Regions from separate parts of the Sus scrofa genome. Here regions 2 and 3 are each linked to region 1. A link is a contact called in public Hi-C data. All regions are on one chromosome and are shown on one strand. The core of a region is the stretch at or near the end of the contact, and the rest is flanking DNA. Distances in the headings are between cores, read along the strand shown. Region 1 holds the start of EPHX3 (epoxide hydrolase 3). Region 2 holds the start of WIZ (protein Wiz). Region 3 holds the start of AKAP8L (A-kinase anchor protein 8-like).

Evidence for each region. Hi-C and Micro-C count contacts between places; a contact is called where the count stands out from the background.
Region 2: a Hi-C map of liver shows a contact between it and region 1, with 2.2 times the contacts expected there. The contact joins the promoter of WIZ here to the promoter of EPHX3 in region 1. A contact is called at or near these places in 2 of 47 Hi-C or Micro-C datasets (heart right ventricle and liver) and 2 of 2 datasets of contacts at active chromatin or transcription factors (alveolar macrophages and skeletal muscle).
Region 3: a Hi-C map of liver shows a contact between it and region 1, with 4 times the contacts expected there. The contact joins the promoter of AKAP8L here to the promoter of EPHX3 in region 1. A contact is called at or near these places in 3 of 5 promoter capture datasets (fetal liver and liver), 3 of 47 Hi-C or Micro-C datasets (heart right ventricle, liver and skeletal muscle) and 2 of 2 datasets of contacts at active chromatin or transcription factors (alveolar macrophages and skeletal muscle).

What each region holds. Positions count from the first base shown.
Region 1 is chr2:62,346,978-62,349,974 of Sscrofa11.1, reverse strand. It overlaps EPHX3 (epoxide hydrolase 3), which reads right to left and starts at 1,444. Exons shown (of 8, transcript XM_005652901.3): 1 at 893-1,444; 2 at 454-735; 3 at 168-253. The coding sequence starts at 696.
Region 2 is chr2:62,153,883-62,156,879 of Sscrofa11.1, reverse strand. WIZ (protein Wiz) reads right to left here and starts at 1,485. Exons shown (of 9, transcript XM_021083626.1): 1 at 1,324-1,485.
Region 3 is chr2:62,183,162-62,186,158 of Sscrofa11.1, reverse strand. AKAP8L (A-kinase anchor protein 8-like) reads right to left here and starts at 1,424. Exons shown (of 24, transcript XM_005652898.3): 1 at 1,270-1,424. The coding sequence starts at 1,282.

The DNA.
Region 1 (2,997 bases), core at 195-2,694:
CCATTTGTTTTCGTGTAGACCTCTTTCCCTGAGGGGCCTATCCGGGCCCTATACACTTTGTGCCCCCAGTCTACCTAGCCCTTATCCGCGCCTCCTGGCTGCCCTGGTGGTCCAAGCTCCACCTCCCCCAGCCCTGTGCATTCCAGGCCTTTGGGTCTCAGACATACCAGTTCTCCGGGAAGCCATGCAGAAACAGCATGAGGGGACCATTGCCGCGTCCAGCAGAGACATAGTGCAGGTGCACGCCTGAGCTCTGGGAAAGGGCACAGTATGCGACTTGGGAAACCCCTCTTCCCTAAGAAGTGTGGGAACACTTCACTTCCCACACCCCCCAGGCATGCGCAGATCCAGATTTGGATTCAACTATTTGCCACCCCGCACGGGTCTTAGACAGCCCCGCCTCCCTGGCTCCTTGACCCTCGAAACCCCGGTGGTGCCGCCCCACGCACTCACCTTGAGAGTCAGGAAGCAGTGCTCGCCCAGCGTGGGGTCGTTTAAGCAGGCGGGTGGGGTGCGCCGGGGTCGGCCGCAGCAGCCGCGTCGGGGCCGGCACAACACATGAGTGAGAGCGATGCAGCCGTAAACTGCTGCAGCCACTAGGGCCGCGGAGAACACGAGGCTCCACATGAAGGCGCGAAGCAGCTTCAGAGTGAGGCGCGATGGCGCCAGCAGGGCCGTCACCACCAGCTCGGGCATGTCACCGCGTTCCGGCACGACTGCGTGGCCGTCTAGGGTCTGGGCAAGGGGCACTGGCTGCAGCGGCAAGGCGGGATCTGGGCTGCGGAGCCCACCGCCTTTGGTCTGGGGTCCCTCCGTGCTGTCGGGGCTTGAGGAAAGCGCGGAGAGAAGAGGCTGGCAGCTCAGACCGAAACTGTCACCGCGCACTACTCACCTAAGTGCTAGGTAAACACCTGAGCGCGACGGTGATGGGGAACAAGGAGGCTCGAGGTGCAGGGGTGGAACTGCGAGGACCAGCCCTAGGGTGGTTGGGGTGGAGTCTTGGCGAGAAGGGAAGCTTGGGGCCAGGACTGTGGGCAGGATCAGAAATGCTTGGGCGGGGCTTAGGGGGGCGGGGTCTAGTAGGCCTCCCTGTTGGGTGTGTGGGTGGGGGTCAAAAGTCGAGAGGGAGAGATAGGGTCCTGCACAAACAAGAGACAGGGGGGCACCGTGGGTGAAATGGGCGGAGCCTGAGATAAAGGGGCGGGGCAGTGCAGGGTAGGTACCGCCTACCGGCTGGAAAGGTGAACTCAACTAGGCCTACCTAGGAGCGTTGCGAGGGCTTGGGGCGTGGCTAAGGAGGGTGCGGACGAAGGTGGAACCGAAAGAAGGCGGGGCCTAACGTTGGGCCGAGAAGGTCTGAGGCTGGGCCAGGATGGCTTGGGTGCGAGGGCTGGACCAATGAGCTGGGGATCGGCCTGCATACGGGCCAATGAGACGGAGGGGCGGGGTCGGAACCTAATATGGCGGGTCAGGCGGGTCCGGAAGCGGAAGGTGTGGGACAGACGGTGCCATGACTGGGGTTGGGAGGGTGGCGTGGGGTGTCGCCACGGCCAAAGCATGCCTTGGGAGACCCTGCCGTCGCCCTCTCTGGAGCTCCCCACCCGGAAACGCGCGACCCTCCCTCCTTGCAGCACCTTCTCCAAGCCCTGGTTCCAACGGTGGTTCAGCCGCCTCGACCCCACGATAGCCTCCAGTTGGTCCAGCGGACCCGTCGGCCCGCCCCTGCACAGATGTGATTGGACAGAGGCGGTCATTGACTTACCAATCTGCGGTTGTAGACGCCGGGGCTCCGCGGGTGGCGGCAGCAGGCGGGAGACTGACTTCTAAAGGATATATGCCTGAGCGCCGAAGAACAGGGATGGTTGTCATTGGGACTCTGGCCAAAGAGGTAGCTGAGTAGGGCCAGGCGAGAAGTCTGGCAGGATACCTTCTTCCTCCTGTTTTGCAAACTTCCCCCAACATCCCGAACATTTCAAGGTCATTCATCATTTAACCCTTACAACAACCATTAGTGTAGGTAGTATTATCACCTCCCTGTATTACGGTATAGATCACGAGCCTGAAATTCATTTGCCTAAAGCCTAATAGCTGGTTCAACAGCAATCAGAACTTGAGAAAAGCAGCAGTCTTGGGCTCCACCTTTCCTTCCCCCTGGAGGCAGCCATTGGAAAGATTTTAGCTTTTTTCTGGGGGTTGGTTACCTAGCTACCTCTAAATGTGCTTATGTGGCTACTTCCTGATTTACCTATTTGGGGCATTATCCATTGACTGTATCACTGTCACCACCACTGCACAAGCATTTTCCATGTTTAGTTTTCATATTTCTTTTAAACACTTCACCTATTTTTCATCACTTCCCATTTTCCCTGACACTTAGCACTGTTAGCCTTACCTTGGTATTGTCAAGACTGCTAAACATTATACTTGTCCTAGGACCATAATTAAGCCCATGGGTCCTTACTTAAAGGGAAATAGTGGTTTACGTGGTGCTGCCTCAGTAAACAATGCATTTCAGAGCTTAATAGGTGCCTGTGATTACACTGCTCATACTGCACAAGTGTTTGCCCTGCACACTTACCACTTACCTATTTTGCATGATTAGGCTGTATTGTGGCTTTGGCTTCATTTACATTTTCATCAAATCAATGGTCCAGCCACTTGATGATGCTGTATCCTGCCTGAGTACTCTAATCTGGCTGCAAGGTCTATGGGTGTGGAACTCCCTTCTTCCTCTGCTATAGAACACTGATTCCCACATTCCCCCTACACCCCCAGCTCTACCCTTAAAGAAAAAGACAGCAGTAGTCACAGGACAGTGATTTTATATTCAGTACAAATGTTTATTTTTGCAATGAGGACTGCACAACCCCCCCCAAAAAAAACCAAACCCCCCAAAAAACAAACCCTTTAGTAAATAAGTGAAAAGTCTACGAATTTCCTTCTACAAATGTCTAAAGTGTTTAATACAAGTCTCAGATTCACTGACATAATTATTGG
Region 2 (2,997 bases), core at 236-2,735, 190 kb after region 1:
GAGCTAAGTAAATGGTCCTGAGGCCCTGTCCTCACACATTGTATCCTGATGACCCCCAACCTCAGCATGCTTCAGCCTCCCCATCGATAACTCCTGCCTTACATAGATCCTGCGCTGCCTCAGTTAACCCCATTTTATAACATGCACACTCAGTTACCTTGTTTTCTTGCAGCATTAATCCTATTACTTCTCCTAGGTGCCTCCAGTCATTCATACACAGCTATACTTTCCCCAGTTGTGCCTCCACTGCCTTGCACATGCATATCCTGCGTGCATGCTTCGGCTTGCATCCCGGCCACTTCCACACTCTGATCCTATACACTGTCTCAAGTCCCCCCATCATTACCCCTGCACTTTTCTTTTCTTACTTCAGTTGCCTGTATCAGTTACCCCTGCACTTTTCCCACAGTCCAGGCCCCCTCCCCACACGGAACCTTTGGGTTCTCCAGCATTAACCCCTTTACCCTCACGCAAGCCTCAAGTGACCCCAGCATTAACCCCTTCACTTCACCCCAACATTACCCTTCATGCATACTCAGCCTGGGTTCCTCCATCCCACCCTCCCAAGATCTCTCTAGTCCGCCGTCAAAAGGGAAGGATGGGGCTCCTGGTCCAGAAATGAGGACCCTGGGGAGGCTGTGGGGGTGGGGGCTTTCTTCTCCACCTATAAATACCTTCAAGGTAACGGCGGCAGAAAGTGAAGGGCAGGAATGAGGCGCCCTCCCCAGGGAGACGATGGGGAGGCCGATCCCAAGCAACCGGGGCGGGGCCGGGGCTCCAGGCCTGGCAGCAGGCGCTGCCCTCGGGGACCTGGGGGCTCCCTGGGGGCCTGTCCGTGGACTGGCCGTTGTGGTGGGGGTCCCTGCCCCGGCCCCAAGGAGGCACCTGCGGGTTCCCACCGGGTGGGCACTGCCCGCGGGGAACCGGCGGGACCGCAACTTCGGAGCACTTTGGCAGCGTGGGGAGGGGGGCTCCTTTCTGGACGCCCCCTCCCGGGGTAGCAGAGGTGGTGGCGGTGCCACGCCAGCGCACCCCTCGGGGCGCTAGGGTCCGGAAGATGCGCCCCCCCGCCCGTGCACCTCGGGGCGGGAGACCCCGCGGGACGCGCCGAGGTAGGAGGGGGACACCTGCCCCACGACCCCCCGCTCCTCCCCCCAACCTGTGCGGCCCCGCCCCCGACAAGGCCCCGCCCCTACAGGCCCCGCCCCCGCCCCCCGCCCCCCGCCCCGGGGGGTCCCGCCTGGCCCGGCCCGGCCCGGGCCTCCCCCTCCCCGCGCCGGCTCCGCCCCGCCCGCGGGCTCCCCAGGCCGGGCCGGGCCTCACCGGGGAGGCGGTGCCGCCGGCTGGGTGCCGGGGCTCGGAGCTCCCTTCTTTGGTGCGGCCGTCGCTGCCGCTACCGCCCTTGCAGCTCGCGGTGCCGGTGCCGCGGCCTCCGCAGCCGCCGCCGCCTCCACCGCTCGGGGGACATTGTCCCTTTAAATCGCTCCCCCCGCCGCCCCGCCCCCCCGGCGCGCCGCCGTGACCTCAGCGCGACAGCCCCGCCACGCCGCCATGATGGGGAGGTCCGGGACCCCCCCCTCCCCGCCCCCCCTCCGCGCCACCCCGGTTGGGGGGGGGGCAACCAGCAGGCGCGCCGCCATGTTGGGAGTGGCCAGGAGGGTCACCCTTAAAGGGCCCGCGCGACCTGAGAGTCCAGGGAGAGGCTGTTACCATGACAACACTCTTGTGCTCATGCCCTCAGTGGCTCTTCATCACCCTACTAGTTTTTCCAATGCTAGCCCAGTTAATAGAATCAGAAGAGTGGAGAGGGGATAGAGAAGTTCCCCCATGGGTCGTTTTTAGGTCATTGAGGACTCCACATGGTCAATAGCCTTCAGTCCTCTTCTCCCAGTTCCAACCACAAGTTCATTCTTTCCTTCCCCGCTATGCAGTACTTCTCTGCCCCTAGAGCTGCCTTAGGTCCCCAAACCTAAGCCCCCTTTTCTACCACCTCCCAGGATCATAATCTCCAGGCCTACCTCACAAAGCACACATAATAGGCTTTATGCTTCTACCCAAAACCCATCCACATGTCTAACTCATCCATCTCCCTACCTATTCATTCACACATTCAGTTGATCAACCACTCATCTACCCATCCAGTCAACTAACCACCTATCCATCCACCTATCCAAACACCCACTTAAAGTAACCATCCACCTACTCATTCATTCACTATCCAATTAAATACTTATCCATACAATCAAGCAAGCAAACACCCATCTCTACACACATACCTTCACCTAGTCACCAAAACACCCATCCATCAATTGCATGTTTGTTTGTCTCTTTCACCAGAGAGTTCCATGATGACAAGAGTCATTATAGTTCATCATTGTTTCCCTACTGCCCAGCTCAAGCCTTAAGAAACCTCAAAAAATGTACATACAATACATATAACTGCTTACTCAATTCAAATATTTATTTCCTATTATGATCCAGTCCTTTTCCAGGCAGGCATACCCATTCCAGCTAACTACCTACTCAGCTACTCACCTACAAGGGTGAACATCCAACAAATGCTAACCTATTAACCATCTACCTATTGTGCTGTCCACCCTATCTCTCACCCACTCACCCACACATGATTTAAATGCCCACTCATTTTCTAAGCAACCACCCACAGAGCTTAACCATCTTCATACATACCCAATCCTTCCTTTGTCTGCCTCCCAGACCCAAGTCCTCGCCACCATGAGGGAGCTGGTATGGAATTTGGAGCCCTAGAAAGATGCTCTCATCTGGAATCTGGGCTTCACTGAGAAGCAGATGGTGCCCTAACAATGACAAATACCTTTTATTGAGCACTTTAAACTATGGGTCTTTTACTGTGCAAGGAAAATAAATCCATTTTACAAATGAAGAAATTGAGTTTCTGAGAGAGTGAGGGCCTTAAGGTCACACAGCTGGTGAGAATCTCCTTCCATCACCCCCTCCCATGAGACCTCCAACTAGGGG
Region 3 (2,997 bases), core at 175-2,674, 160 kb after region 1:
ACCTCCTATTAGACCCCTAGCCTGGGAACCTCCATATGTCGGGGGAGCGGATCAAGAAAAGGCAAAAAGACAAAAAAAAAAAAAAAAGAAAGAAATTTGGTTTCTCGCCAAGCTCCTAACCTGGAAAAGGGAGGGCTGACAGTACATAAAGCAGCCTATAGAGAAGCCCCAGAGGCTCAGATTCCATTCCCAGTCCTAAACATTCCAAGTCGAATGCAGGTTACCTGGCAACCACACATGCTCAAGCCTGTAATAACCCCATTACCAAGGAAGCTTCTGGCTGAGAAGCCTCATCAGTTATTTCCAAGGCAAACCCAAGCATCTTCTGAGTTCACCCAGGGATGATTTGCAATCACCCAAACATATCCTATGGCACCCTCTCTAATTTCATCATCCACCCTCCCCTTTGCTCAAATCCCACTGATTTCCCTGACTGATCTTTTAACAAGCCAGGCAGTTCCTAACACTGGGTCTTTATGCTGAGGGCCCCCTGGGCCAGATACCTTAACTCACTCATTTCATTCGGGTCTCTGCTAAAATGTCACCTCTTCAGAGCTCTCCAACCACCCTATGTAACACATCAACCGTCTCAGAGTACTGAACACCCCAGAATATATACTATGTTTGCCGATTATGGCCTGCTCTCCTCTATAAAATACTTGAGGAATTCTTGTCACTATTCCAGAGTGTATTCGGCACCTGAGAGATGAATTTGACAGATACTGAATGAGTCAACACGGAAGCGTGCCATTCCTCACAAAGCTCCGGCTCGGCCCCTAAGGACCCAAGGTTCCCCACTCAGCCCAAACCCTTCAAATATTTATTTATTCATCTCCCCGGGGCAAAGACGGCAGCTGCGGCATCCGGCAGTGGAAACTACGCAAGGGAGAAGAGTATGGTAATGGTAACGGTAATAGCAGCTGAGTCCGCAGACTGACCTGAAGGCCTGAAGTCTGAGAAGGGGCAACCTGAGACGTCGAGGGCCCAAGAGGCCTGACCAGGAACCGAGGCCGAGGACCACAGATACAGATGACAGAAGACAAGACTTAGGGAGGCCAGGAGCCGAGACCCAAAGCTGCCAGGACAGAGAACCTGAGACGCCGAGACGAGAGGGGCGCGAAACTGAGGCGACGGGCCCACGGCGCCATTTTGTGACCGCAGAAAGAGTAGTGTCCAAGCCCCGGGGGAGTCGCGGACAAGCCTGGCCCGGCCCTGGCACACCCCTGTCCCACCCCACCCGGAGCCCGACCCCTACCCTGCCAGGCTCACCTGTGTAGCTCATGGCAGCAGCTAACACTACACTTGAAGACTACAGCAGGGGGTTCCACGCGTCCAAAGCCGCGATAGCGGCGACAATCCCCCAAGCCCCTTCTACACACAGCTTAGCCCCTCCTCCCGACCGCATTGGCTCACGCCGGACCCTAGCTTCACGCTTGTTGGATGACCTTGTTGTCGATCTCGGAGAGTCCCTATGCCCGTGGCTGAGGGCACTGTCAATCTCATGATCGCCCCGCCCTATTCCCGCCTCTCGTTATGCCGACACTACGGTTATTGGCTGAGAGAAGACGGCCGGGAGGTGGAATCCTGTAGAGTTCGAAGGGGAGGAGCTGTGCACTACGGAAAGACCTGAGGCCCAAGCGGGGCCGGGCGGGAGGTGGGCCTGTGTCCTGGAAGCCCGCCAGAGGGAGCCGGCTCAACAGCTCAGGGTGCTGCTCCAATCCCGGCTTTGCCTCGAGGCTATTATGCCAACCTAGACTATTTCTGACTTCTCTGGCCTTCATAACGAACACGGTAGAGCCATGTTGGAATGAAAACTATAACTAAGCGCCAAACAAGATACGGGGCACACGGTCAGACATATGAGATAAATGTAAATAATTCATTCCGAATTCCTGTTGTGGCTCAGCTGAAACAAACCCAACCTGGATCCATGAGGATGCAGGTTCCATCCCTGGCCTTGCTCAGTGTGATAACGATCTGGCGCTGCTGTGAGCTGTGGTGTAGGTTGCAGACGCGGGTGGGAAGTGGAGTTGCTGTGATTGTAGCTGTGGCATGGGCCACAGCTCCAATTTGACCCTTAGCTGGAGGAACCTCCATATGCCACAAGTGCGGCCCTAAAAAGCAGAAAAAAGAATTCAGTCAGAGTTCTCTTGTGGCTCTGTAGGTTAAGAATCCTGTTGTCACTGCAGAATCTCAGGTAGCTCCTGGGGCACAGTTGGACCTCCAGCCCAGGGATTTCTGCATGTGTGTGTGTTGGGGGGGGGTGCACCCAAAAAAGAAATTTTAAAAATTCAGCCCAGTGCCAGGTGTGCTGAAATGTTGCATTTGGTTATCTACCATTACATAACAAATATATTTATATAGCATGTTTATATTACATATATGCTATATATATTTGTATTATCATGTAAATGCTCCTTCTTATCTACAAGGAAACTCTTTTAAAAATCCCCACTTAAAAGATAAAATTGAGAAAAAAAAAAAAGATAAAATTGAGGCTTGGACTTCATCACTCATGATCCTTGACACAAGTGTTAAAGTGGGAACTTCCCCTCTAAACCTGTTTGTTTTGGACTTAGGAACCCCTGCAGTAGCCCAGCCAGGCTGTTCCCCAGCACCCACACTGGATGTGTGGGACCCACTTTCAGAGACATCTCATATCTTCTAGGAGATGACTTGACAGAGCTGTAGACACTGTAAACTGTACTTGTGTGTTTGTGCGAATTCAAACTGTATGACTTTTTTTTTTGGTTTTACTTTAAAAGTTTGTTTTAAAGCATGGTGCTGCTGACATTAATTGATATTGAAGAACTGTCCCTTTCTTTAGTTTAACAATTGCACTTTTTAAGTCCATATCCTTCAGAGGAATATGTGGAAATATTAAGAGATTAACTGATCTGACTGATGACCAGGATGTGCTTCACCATAACTCAGATGGGGGAAAGGGAGAAGGGCACAGAGGGTTTACAGCTAAAGAGATTGGTCATGAGTTTATAA